Regions from separate parts of the Mus musculus genome. Here all the other regions are linked to region 1. Evidence: chromatin contacts called from public Hi-C data. All regions are on one chromosome and are shown on one strand. Each heading gives the region's core, a stretch centred on a gene start, on an enhancer-like site or on the middle of the called end of the contact. The rest is flanking DNA. Distances are from core to core; before and after follow the strand shown.

Region 1 (3,836 bases), core at 296-2,795:
AGATGAGGGTACCATAGCTGGCTCCTTGGGCCTCAGGTTATTGGAAGCTTTATTGCAACACCTGTTAGCTTCCCTATTCAGCTTCTACTCTTCAAGGGGTGGACCGGTACCACCAGGACATCAGCAGCTGGGAGGACTCGTGTTGCTTAGACTTCTGTTTAGGAGCACGGAGAGAGGAAACTCAAGTGCGCAGAGCAATATTGTGACGATTTAAAGTTTACGTTTTCCGTTAGAAAGGTGGAATACATTTTGAAAGTTGAAAATGTTGAAAAGTGACTCAGTTGTGCTTATTACTTACAGTTCCAAGAGACATAATACACCAAACACTGCTGTGTCTCTATACATTTCTCTAGGAAGCTCATAATTCCAAGTTTACAACAATTTCACAAACCTTTATTTTGACAGGGTTTCAAGAGCGCTACAGAAAATCAGCTGAGAGTCTAGTAGAATTCTTGGAATGGAAGTCTTTGAGTCTTTGAGGGGGTTCTTTCCCCATCCAGGGGTGGAACCAAGATCTTCTTGGAGTATGAGGACGTTCAGGACGATGGTGACGGGTCACCAAGACTGCTCCTTGTTCTTTGCTGCAGCAGTTATGATTTAATCTTTACAGTTTGACTTTACCCTGTGGTTTCATGTGTCTTCCAATCTGCATCGCCAGCCTTGGTCTCTGCTGAACGCTCGGTGTGTGGCAGTCCAGATCACACCTAGCAGGCATCCGTCTTTATCCACAGCTCTGTGTCTGAAGACAGATTCACTCTTCCCTCTTCTCCCCCAACCAGCTCCAGGTCAGGTGTTGCCTACTTGGGAAATGGCGACATTTTGCTAGTCTGTAGGAAACATGCTAAATAATTTTCAAAGAAGAGAGAGGATTTAGAAACTTGTTTACTTCCTGGAACTGAGATGAGAGCATCTCCCTTTTTCTCATTGCTTCAAAAGATGCATATACATATGAATGCATGTATGTATGAATGCACATATTATGAATGCATGTACGTGTGAATGCATGTATGTATGATTTGTACATGTTTGTGTGTGGGTGCACTGTGCTATGGCACTGTCATGGAGGCAAATGGGCAACTTGTGGCAGTCAGTTCTCTCCTTCCACCATGTGAGCCCTGGGGAACAAACTCTAGTCATCAGGATTGGTGGCAAGTTCCATCACCCATTGAATGATCCCACCAGCTCCCCTCTTACTGTTTTTAAACAGAGAGAATCTAACAAAGCAGAACCATTGCAGAAAATTATAGTAGCTTCAGGAAAAGGAGAGAGAGAGAGAGAGAGAGAGAGAGAGAGAGAGAGAGAGAGAGAGAGAGATGAAGGAATGACTTTGTCTTTGTGTTGAGATGGGGTTAGGCAGGGATTCCAGAGCCAGATGCCATTTTGGAATGAAGTCAGTGGCCATTGCTCCGGCATTCCCAGCATCCCAGGGGAGCAGGAGTTGGGCGTTCACTACTGGTGATGCAGCATCTCCAGCCAGCACGGCTCCATGCAGCTGGGCACCAAGCATGCTGATGACGTCACCGAGCACAGCTGCTGCAATATCTGCTTTGGAGTTTGTTCCCAGCCTGGCTTAGACTTGGCATTGTTCTGGCTGGGCCTGAGCAGTCAGTGGAAGTCTTTAGGCACATTCTGTGCTTTCTAGGCTTGTCCAGGATACAATTTACTTCTCTGATCTATTTATCCCGAAAAAGGAGGTTGCAGCCGCTGCTGTTGCTCGTAATTCTTTCTTCATGGTGTCTTTCCACACCAGTGTCAAGAGAGAGAATGTGGACTGACAGCTGATTCTCCCTGACTCTTTGTCTTCCAGTTCAATGATACACATTAGCAGAGACTGAGCTGTCCCGGGGGAGAGCAGACTCCACACCCAGGCAATCTGGCTTTGAATCCTACTCCCACCATCTGATGAGCTATATGATATTGAGCAAAAGACTTAATTTCCCTAAGTCTCAATTACTTCATTTATTAAAAGTAAATACTAATCTTACACGACTATTTTAGTAGTGTGCTTGACCTATGCAATTGTAGTTATTGTAGCTTTTCTTACTGATGATTCATTTCATAACATTTATAGTAAAACTAAAAGTCTATCATTTCTAAGATGTATCTTTAACCTAGTAGCCATTTGTTATGTAATTGTAACATCAACCATTAATTTCACTTTCATTAGAGCATGTGCCATAGACGAAGCTGAGATTTTTGTTTTTTTTTTGCTATATTTAACAACTAAGCTTTAATAATCAGCCCAAGATCTCAGAGTTTTTAGAAGTAGAATCAAAACTTTGTCAGATTCTGCTCTGTTCTTTTTTCTATTGTTCCACGGTGATTTGGACTTTGAATAGGTTGTTCAATCGATATTTGTTGAAAGTTGCCTTGGCACTAGAAGGAGAGGGATGAAATCAGGTGTGAAGAACTAGCTGTCAATAGCGAAGCTGTAGAGGGAAGCTGATTTAAGGCCATTCCCCCAAGAGCTGGGTTCTTCATACAAGGCACACATGTTGCTACTTTATGTGCTCTGAGTGCAATGCATCTGTATGTGAAACCTGAAGGCATCTTTATAAATCATGGTACCCTGTACAATGGATACATGACATGACAAAAGTTTGTAAATCAGTTATTTGGGAATTCATAAAATGTTCTCTGATCCTAGCCACTTATCTCCCGGGTCCTCTCGGACCCATTCCTATTCTCTACTGCCCAACTTTGTATCATTTGTTTTTTCTTTCTTAAATACCAACCAAGTCCAATCTGTGCTGTCTGTATATTCTTGGATGTATGGCCTTCCACTGGAGTGTGGGTGACTTATCAGGAGCTACATCTATAAAGAAAACTGACTCTTTCTTTCTCCCAGCAGCTCTCCATGGCCAATAGATCCTCAGCTAGGGGAAGAATTTGATCTTCGACTCCTCTCTCCATGGCGGTATTGGACAGGCTTGAGCTTGCACAGATGAGGGCAAGATATTATAGCCACTGTGAGTTTGTATGTATAGCTGCCCTGCTCTATCCGGACAACATTGTTTCCTTATGTCTGTCTACTGCCTTTGGCTTTTACAGTCTTCATGTCTCCTCTTCCATAATGATCTCTAAGCCCTGGGGAACAGGAGGCATGATCAAGTTTTCTCATTTAGGTCTAAATGTTTCACAGTCCCTTATTCTCTGCACCTTGATCAGGTGCGGGTCTCTACGTTAACTTCTTTTTATTTCAAATAGAAGCTCTTCAGAGGGTTAAAAAATGAATTAATATATGAATATAACAAGGAGTCATTTAGCATAATGATAGTAGTAGGTTCTTGCTCAGGGCATATGACCTGTGTAGCCACAGGTCCTTGAACTGATAATGGTATCAGGCATGGGTTTTATCTTATAGATCAAGACTTAAATCCAATCAGAAAATGGTTGATTGCTCTCGTGGTGGTCATGCCACTACTGTATCAGCTGGTACGTCTTACCAGGCCAGTCACTGTTGTACCTCACAGGGTCCGCATCTGAGTGAGAATGACAGTAACTTTTCTCTTCTGTCCATGTGTACAGCACCATCCTGCACCCTGAAAGCCAGTAGGGAGAAGATTTCCAAGACTGTACCAGCTTAATCTCTCCGTAGTCTGTGACTGAGATATGTGATGGCCTCAACATTAGGGTCTTACCATCACATTCTGGGGGGTAATCAGTAAAATTGGCAATAGCCTGTAATGTGTGGAGATCTATGGAACTCCACTGACCAACAACTCCAAAAGCGGTTACCTATTTCTGGCACTGGGCTTTTATTTTTAGCCCGTGGTTTCCAATAAGGGCAGTGTCATCTCATTGCAGAGTAATTCCATTCTAAGTCTTCTCTCTCT
Region 2 (3,792 bases), core at 617-3,116, 160 kb before region 1:
AGGGCAGAAGAGGATCCCTCAAAGAAGGACCAGAGTAGCTTTGCAGTGGGCTTCAGGGAGGGCCTTTGTGAAGCGAGCCCCTGTCGGTCTGAGGTTACAAGCTCATGAGTACACTTACCAAAGGAGACTATTATACTCTACTGTCCAGAATGGTCAGTCCAGTGGAGACCCTGTTGCCCACCCTGAAGCTATGCCTGAGGGTGCAGAAACTTCTGGAAACTCCCCTTCTACCTCTGCTCGGCCCCATCTTAGCTTCCTCCAACGTTTAACTGTTAATGTGAGGAAGTGGGCAAGAGGAACAGACTGGCTCCTGGTTTGGAGATGGCTTGACTGTCTCTTTAGGCGTTAGGAAAAGTTGCTATAAATTGTCCCTCCAACATCCTTGCCTAAGAAGTGCTCGCTTGCACCGGGTGACCTTGGCTTTTCACTGGGTTCATTCGAAGTGGTTCCCACTCACAGAAAACTCTGGCTTAGAAGAGGCTTTCTGGAATCCTGGGCAGCTGCTGTTTCCTAATGGTGATACATGTGATTTTTAAAATTTAAACAAAGAGAAAGGGGCAGCCCCTTGTTAGAAATAAAGATGCGTGATGATACCATATTTTTAAAAGAAGTTTATAAACATCACAAAATGAGTATTTTGGTCAGGATCCTGGTCAGATATTGCTCCAATGAAGTTGGGGGTGGGGTGGGGTGGAGCAGCCTTGAGAAGCCTGGTTTAAGTCAGGAAAAGGTGAACATAGCCTAAGTTTTAACTGAAATCCATAAAGCAATGATGAAATCCTGCCGACCGAGGTTTCACCGGTAAAGGTAAATTTGTATTTGGTACTTAACATCTCTGGATGTGTTTTCCTAGGTCAAATGTATTTACAGTGTTAAAGCTTAAGTGGGAAGTGTGAGCAAAGCTGGAAATGAGGAGAAACTGAGGCAGGCTCTCAGTTTTTATGACTCTGAGACCATAAAGTGTTAGCTGCCTCCAGCCTTCTTAGATCAGTGCCCTCTGGACCTGCGTTCTAAACCTTGTCCATCAGCTGCTGCTCTTGTACTGGCCTCGAGGGAGCCTTTTATGGACCTGGGTCTGCCAAGAGACCTTGCTGTAATTCCACTGGGCACCTGTTTTAAATTACTTCTTTCCCAGGCAGCTTTGTCCTATTAAATGAAAGCGAGATGTAGACTCGGTACCACAAACAGCCCATGGACACATGAGCCCAAGAAAGAAGCGCAGTTAAAATGGCAGGTGGCAAAGGATGCTGCTTGGTGTCTCTTAGCCTGTAAGCTCCGGGAGAGCAGGGACTGCGGGCTTCCTTGCGATCTCTAGCGCCCCCTGTAGGTTCATTCAGTATGTATTATCTCGTGATGACTCCTTTTTTTGAAGTGTGCTTCAGTTGTGGGCAGAAGAATGTAATTGGCCGGCTGACGTTTGATGTTGTCCTTTTTGTTTCTGTCTCAATGGCGTGCTTCCAGCATTAGTCACAGAAGGGACAGAAGGAAGAGGCTGTTGGGATGTGGATCCCGGGCTCCAGGGTGTGGTAACCGACTTGGCAGTCTCTGATGCAGGGGAGAAGGTATTGTTAATTGTTAACCAACTTGCTAGTAACCAGAACCTATTGCTTTTGTATACAAAGTAGATTCAGCTCTCTGGCAATGAGTGGATTGAAAATACCTTTTTCTGAATTGTTTCTGATTTATTTAAATATCTATATTGAAACTTTCTAAACTATTTCTTCTTTAAATGTTCGTGGTTTTTATATATCATGTTAAAAAGAAAATCAACTGAGACGTTATTAAAAACCAAAACGAAAAGCTTGACAACCCTCCTGTGTATATGTGTGTCTGCACTCTCTGACTTCCGGCCTACTCTCTGCATTGCAAACCTTTGCTTTTCTCACTGCTTCTGGCAACTCCCTGTTTGAGAGGTGACCCGACACTGGGACGCTTCACCACCAGATGGCGCCCGTGAGCTGAACTGATTTCCACTTTGGGACGTCTTGCTTCTGTTCTCTACTGTGATCCTCTGCTCTTCACCTGTATCCCACCTTCCTCTCGCAGACTTGGAATCCACGTAACCACCCTTTGCCCGTGCTACGATGTTCTCTGATTCCTAATATATGTAGGCTGGACCTCTCTGTGTAGAAATTATATGCATACAGCTTCCTATTAGCTTGACGTGTGTGATTTCATAAGAGGGGAGGAAGAGCTCGGTGCTCCTGGGAGGTGGGGAGTCAGGTCAAGGGTTTTTACTTTGTCTAGCATTGATTTAGCTCCATTACCAAGTATTAATGCGCACCAGTGTGGGACTACGACATGTTACAGATGCAACATCTTACTGTTACATGTTTTCCAGATACGTGGCATAGGACAGAACCAGTCTGGCTCTCAGAACTTCACAGAAAAGTCAGCTCTGACTTAGTATTCATTTGCAAAGCTCAGAGGCCCAAGTTAATTTATGAATACAGAATTTTACTCTACTTACTCTGATTGTAAGCTTTGAGCTAGTTTGCCTTAGCTTGTCTGCGCTTCTCCGTGTGATCTTCACTTTGAAGCGTGAAGCCAGTAGCTTACAATCGCTCCTAGGTTGTTTGGGAAGAAAGATAATTGGTCGATGCAGCCTAGTTCTGCACAGAAAATGGCTTGACTCTGACTCCTGACTCAGTTACAGGTGGAGAAGTGAGTTCAGGTTTTAACCTCTGGAAACTCTGACACTTGATGGGGCCTTTTGAGAATGGAAATAAACAGATAAAGCAAGTATATAGTGATGTCTTGGCGTCAGCGTCCTTTAAAAGATTAGATTAAAACAAAATTCTGAAAGAATTAAAAACAATACCCAAGGGTAGAAATTCTCCTCGCATGGATCAACTGTAGTTATACAGTACCACCACCAGGTGGCGCATGAAGTCCATTAAAAAGACAATGTACACTTTCTTCTGTCTTCCCAAACCCAGAGGTTCGAGCAGTAACCAAATGTCGCACAATCCAACCCATTTCTACATGTTTGCTTCTTGGTAGAATATAAAATTTGGAAATATCATGGTTTTTTGTTTTTGTTTTTTGTTTTTCCACTAAAGCAGTGGATGGGCCAAGAAGGGCTCATAGGAAACGCAAGAACTTAACCACCAAACCAGAGTATATTCCGTACATTTGGGCAGAGTTCTAAAGTACCGACATGCTTCTCTCTATTCTACCTTTGTCCCTTCCCTGTTAATGGACTGATTAGCAACAAAGTCTGTAGTGACAGTATGAAGGCAAAGGAAATGGGGCTCGCTCACCAGCAGCTTAAGCTCCCAGCCTCCTTGAAGCAACATGGTTGACTTTGTTTAGGGCTGAACATGACGTGTGCTCAGACAGAAGCAAGCATCATCCAGGAGGCTGTAGGCTCTTAGAGGCTAGGGAAATGAATGGTTTCCTAGTTCACAAAATGTGGAGTTTGTAGCATTCATGGCTACTTATTAAAGAGAATGCGAGCAAGTGTAACTTATACTCATTTATTTGTTGAGTGTCCCTTACAATGTGAAACACCAGCCTTAGGTTTGCAGATATAATATTCAATACATAAATTGGTTTACTAATGGGAGAAGCCATACGGCACATAAACAAATGCTTAATGCAATTTTGGGAACTAGAGCTCTCCGCATGTACATATTCCCCGATGTTCCCTGGTGTGAAAGAGACAAAGTCTGAGGCCCCATCCATCCCCAAGGACAAGATGGCCAGCATCCTCTGGCTTCACTCATGGGTTTGGAGCTGGCTGGTGATGAATTGAGGTGGGATCTGGAGACACCAACTAAGCGCTTCCCT
Region 3 (3,808 bases), core at 1,034-3,533, 220 kb after region 1:
CATGGATTGACCACCCCACTTTCTCCCTCAAAAGCCTTCTGTGATCCTCCATCACTTAGTGGAGTTCACCTAAAACCCTCCGGTCAGCATTTAAGAGCCTTACAGCTTTCTCTACTCCTCCCCCACAGAGCATCACCCCCAGGCAAATGATTTGCTCATTCTCTTCAACTGTCACGTGACCCTTCTCTTCACCTTCTTGTTGCTTAGCCTACTCAGCCCTAACATCCCAAGACCAAGGTCTGGCCACCTCTTTAGGAAGAGGCTCCTCAGTCCCTACCTTGAGCTAACCACTCCTTTCTAAAAGGTTACCCCAGCCAGCACTCCGATGATTCATTTGCTAATTACCCATCTGCTGCCGACCAGCATTTCTTCCATTAATGCTTACTTCTGTTGACTGCTTTATTGGGTTTTCATGCTTATAAATGTTTTATCTTTAATTGGAGTTTCTATTTCTTCTTTAACAGGGCAACCTTATCCTCTTTGATCTCACAAAGCATTTAAGAGTTATCCACACACACAGTAGGACCTCAGAAGATGTATATGGATTCAGTTTGTAAGCTTCTTGTTTTCTGAGATCAGGAACACTCACCACTGACAGCCAGGGCCTATTTGAGGTCATCACCTTTACATGTTTTCAGCTCCCAAGTCTTCATGATGGTTCTTAGAGCATCAAGAATGCACACATCTCCAAAATGTCTTTCTCCTGGGGCGTTTACCACTTCTGCTTTGCCTTTTGTCCCATGCACCATTATGAGGCAGATTTGGCCCTTACTTAGTATACCATTGAGTCAACTGATTATGTTTTCTGAGCCTAGAGAGTAATAGATCCTATTACAGGAAGTGAAATGAGAATTTTCTGTCTCACAAAGATCTCATTTAAAAAATTATAACTGGGAAAAGGCATCTTTATTATCTGCTTATTGATTTAGCTAGTATTGTTTATTTTTAAGTGCTTTGGGAAAGATACATGATAACTAACTGACCCATTTGTAAGAACAGGGAATCTACAGTCATGAAATAGCCATCTACATGAACTAGAAACTCTCAAACAGAGGGTTTTTCTGGCAACTGCTGAGTGACCTTTAGTCAGTAACTAAGTAGTAATTGTCTGCCTCACCCCCAGTTCATGCCTAGTCCACTTTACCTGAAAACCTCCACTCACTGATGATCATCCTAAGGAAGTTGAAATCAAGATTCTTGTCACGTGCCAGCATCTGACTCTAGGTACTGGCTTCTTCAAGCACGGTGAAGCCAAGACCTCTGAAGACCAAATTCATTGGTTCCCACTTTGCTGCGACTGCAGTATCTGACCACAAGATTTCAGGTGCTGGGCTTCCTGAGCACAGAGGTCCCACCTCATTCCTCTTTGCAGCTCTCTCCCTGTCCTTCCTTCTAACCCAAACTCGGAGCAGGTTCTGTCGTGATGTTGGTACCATTTGAGAAGACACAGTGGCATCCATGTTCTGTGTCCCGAGTGGGCATATGTGTGCTTTGTCAACACTCAGCTTCCAGGTGTCTTTCTTGTGGAGGCAGCCTCTGTTTCACTGGGAAGCTCACCTCTTATTTTCAGCCTTTGTTATTCTAGGGGAGATGACTCATCCTGACATATGATTCACAGCATCTGAAGAGACCATTGTACTGAGCATATGACTATCAGAGTCAATGAGGGAAGATTGGGGTCCTAGTGAGTACTGAGAGATCTGTGAGGGAAACAGCTGTCCTTCTTTCTGTCTTTGAAGCTGACAATCATCTTGACATGGAATAGAAGTGAGGTTTTTTTTTTTTTTAATCTTACAACAACAAATAAAATAGCTGTCAAAATATCACAGTAGTGGAAAGAGCCAATTGGAGGGAAATCTTTCTTTCTGTCCAAGAGAATGAAATCTCTGGTCTAGATGGAGAGCTAACACGCAATTGGGCAGGTTGGGTGATCTGGTTAAGGGACCACCCCCAGGAAGGCAAGTTCACCCTAAACCCTGCTGAAGAGGAGGGAGGAATAATTATCCTTTTAATGAGATACGGTACTTTTCCTTCATTTCCACCTGCTAGCACAGTCCTACAAGGCAATGTAAAGTTCTGCTCTGTCTACCCACCTTTGTTTAGACTCAGAAAGGCTTAGCTTTTCTTTTGTCTTCTTTTTCTGTCTCTCTCTTTGAGCTGCTGAGGAGCCTAAGTGTGATTTTTTTCCTGGTACTTTGGGTTTCCTTACTCTCTCCTCCCCACCATGTGGCTGCTCCTCTGCCATATGGCTGAGGCTCCATGCTGGCTGAGCTGCTTCACCCTTTTCCTTCTCCTCTCCAAGCTCCTCCTCGGGCAGCTGCCAAGGTTTAGTTTTCCTGCTCTTGGGAGGGAGTGGTGGTTTCTTCTCGTGGCCTTCCTTTTTTAAGATTTCTTCTCATGGGCTGGTGAGATGGCTCAGTGGGTAAGAGCACCCGACTGCTCTTCCGAAGGTCCGAAGTTCAAATCCCAGCAACCACATGGTGGCTCACAACCACCCGTAATGAGATCTGATGCCCTCTTCTGGTGTGTCTGAAGACAGCTATAGTGTACTTACATATAATAAATAAATAAATCTTTAAAAAAAAAAAAAAAAGATTTCTTCTCATTAGGTAGTATTGGGGAATGTGATGTCTATACATCACGTGTGTGGCTATGTGTGGGACTGTGGGTGCCCATGCATCCGGAGGCATCAGATCTCCCAGGGTTTCTTCTGTTAATGCTTGCCCCGCTGCCTGCTATGAGCTATCTAACCTGGGTGGTGGGCACCGAACATGGATTCTTTGAAGAAACAGTACACTCTCTTAATCCCTGAGCCAGACCAAGATTTTTCAAGAAAATTGTCCCCCAAGCTTCTGTTTGAGTCTGTCATTAAATTATTTTATGAATGGGATTAAGAACCCCAAAAGGGACTTTGATTTCCCCTGTACCTACGTGCTGGCTCCTGTGGAACTCACTGAAATTCCAGTCAACAGTGACAACAGGTGAGATTGCCGTCGGCCCCAAAGGTACTTTTCCAATGAGCACTGACGATACCCTGCTGACAGTATTTAGCTTTTCTGGCAGTCTTTCATTTTTCTGTCACTTAGGACTGGCACAGAGCCCTGAGAGACACCCACTTTGCCACTAAACTGCAAAAATGATCATGTCTACTAGGGAGTTTGAGAAGGGGCTACTTGGGCGTAGGGTGGGGCTGTTCATGCTGATGTTGGAAAAGAGTGCAGCCTGGGAACCGGAAGCCAAGAGCAATGGCTTCCAGTTGAGTGTGTTTTCCTTTTCCACACACGTTGTCTTCTGTGAGCAATAGTCATTAAGAGTAGCCATCTACTCTGTGAGTGCCTTAACAGTGCAACTGGGCCAGAGGAGCTTGCGAATGAGTCACCTGCCAGGGAGTGTGCTGAGGGGCCATCTTCAAAGCCACTGAGAAGGCCTCTCCTAAAAGACGGAGGGTAGACCAGGCAGCTGTGGCAGAGTTGCCAGCAACTGGCAGGACCATGGCAGCTATAGAACATTCTAGTCACGCATAGTCTTTCCACAGAAGATATGGCGGCAGTGAAGAGAGACTATGCCTCCTCCAGATTCAAAGATGGATTTATTTCCAGAAGTATCTGCCCTTGCTGGATTTGGGTAACGCGGTTTCATCACTAGGTTCCATCAATGCATTGTCCAGACTGGGGTGGGGAGTAATTCCGAGTAGAGAAAATGCTTAGCATTCTTAACACACTAGGTTATGTTCCCAGGACTGTAGAAAAATGAAATGCCAGTGGGCTGTGCCCATTGCTTAGTGAGTGTCTCTGATATTGTTAACTTG

The links. A called contact is a pair of places that touch in the nucleus more often than the background predicts.
Region 2: a Hi-C map of the C2C12 cell line shows a contact between it and region 1, with 8 times the contacts expected there. The contact joins two enhancer-like sites. A contact is called at or near these places in 11 of 39 promoter capture datasets (the 3T3-L1 cell line, 3T3-L1-derived adipocytes, the HPC-7 cell line and 8 more), 35 of 484 Hi-C or Micro-C datasets (the 3T3-L1 cell line, 3T3-L1-derived adipocytes, the C2C12 cell line and 22 more), 4 of 115 datasets of contacts at active chromatin or transcription factors (the NIH/3T3 cell line, heart atrium, pancreatic cancer cells and 1 more) and 3 of 9 other capture datasets (adipose tissue, embryonic stem cells and liver).
Region 3: a contact with region 1 is called in a Hi-C map of cerebral cortex, with 2.1 times the contacts expected there. The contact joins two enhancer-like sites. A contact is called at or near these places in 10 of 484 Hi-C or Micro-C datasets (the C2C12 cell line, the N1E-115 cell line, cerebral cortex and 4 more), 2 of 115 datasets of contacts at active chromatin or transcription factors (heart atrium and pancreatic cancer cells) and 2 of 9 other capture datasets (adipose tissue and pancreatic islet).

The regions. Positions count from the first base shown.
Region 1 is chr13:97,772,925-97,776,760 of GRCm38.p6, reverse strand. No RefSeq gene overlaps it. Among named protein-coding and RNA genes, the nearest start is that of Rps18-ps4, 24 kb to the right of the region's middle. Within about 2 kb of position 1,545, at least 96 of the 459 cell types and tissues checked have an H3K27ac peak or open chromatin away from gene starts, as enhancers often do. A contact at or near this core is called in the C2C12 cell line, cerebral cortex and heart atrium, where this site is marked.
Region 2 is chr13:97,937,230-97,941,021 of GRCm38.p6, reverse strand. Arhgef28 (Rho guanine nucleotide exchange factor (GEF) 28) reads left to right here. Exons shown (of 36, transcript NM_012026.2): 31 at 1,462-1,562. Among named protein-coding and RNA genes, the nearest start is that of Gm34388, 45 kb to the right of the region's middle. Within about 2 kb of position 1,866, at least 61 of the 459 cell types and tissues checked have an H3K27ac peak or open chromatin away from gene starts, as enhancers often do. A contact at or near this core is called in the C2C12 cell line and heart atrium, where this site is marked.
Region 3 is chr13:97,548,841-97,552,648 of GRCm38.p6, reverse strand. No RefSeq gene overlaps it. Among named protein-coding and RNA genes, the nearest start is that of Gm5086, 9.3 kb to the left of the region's middle. Within about 2 kb of position 2,283, at least 35 of the 459 cell types and tissues checked have an H3K27ac peak or open chromatin away from gene starts, as enhancers often do. A contact at or near this core is called in cerebral cortex, where this site is marked.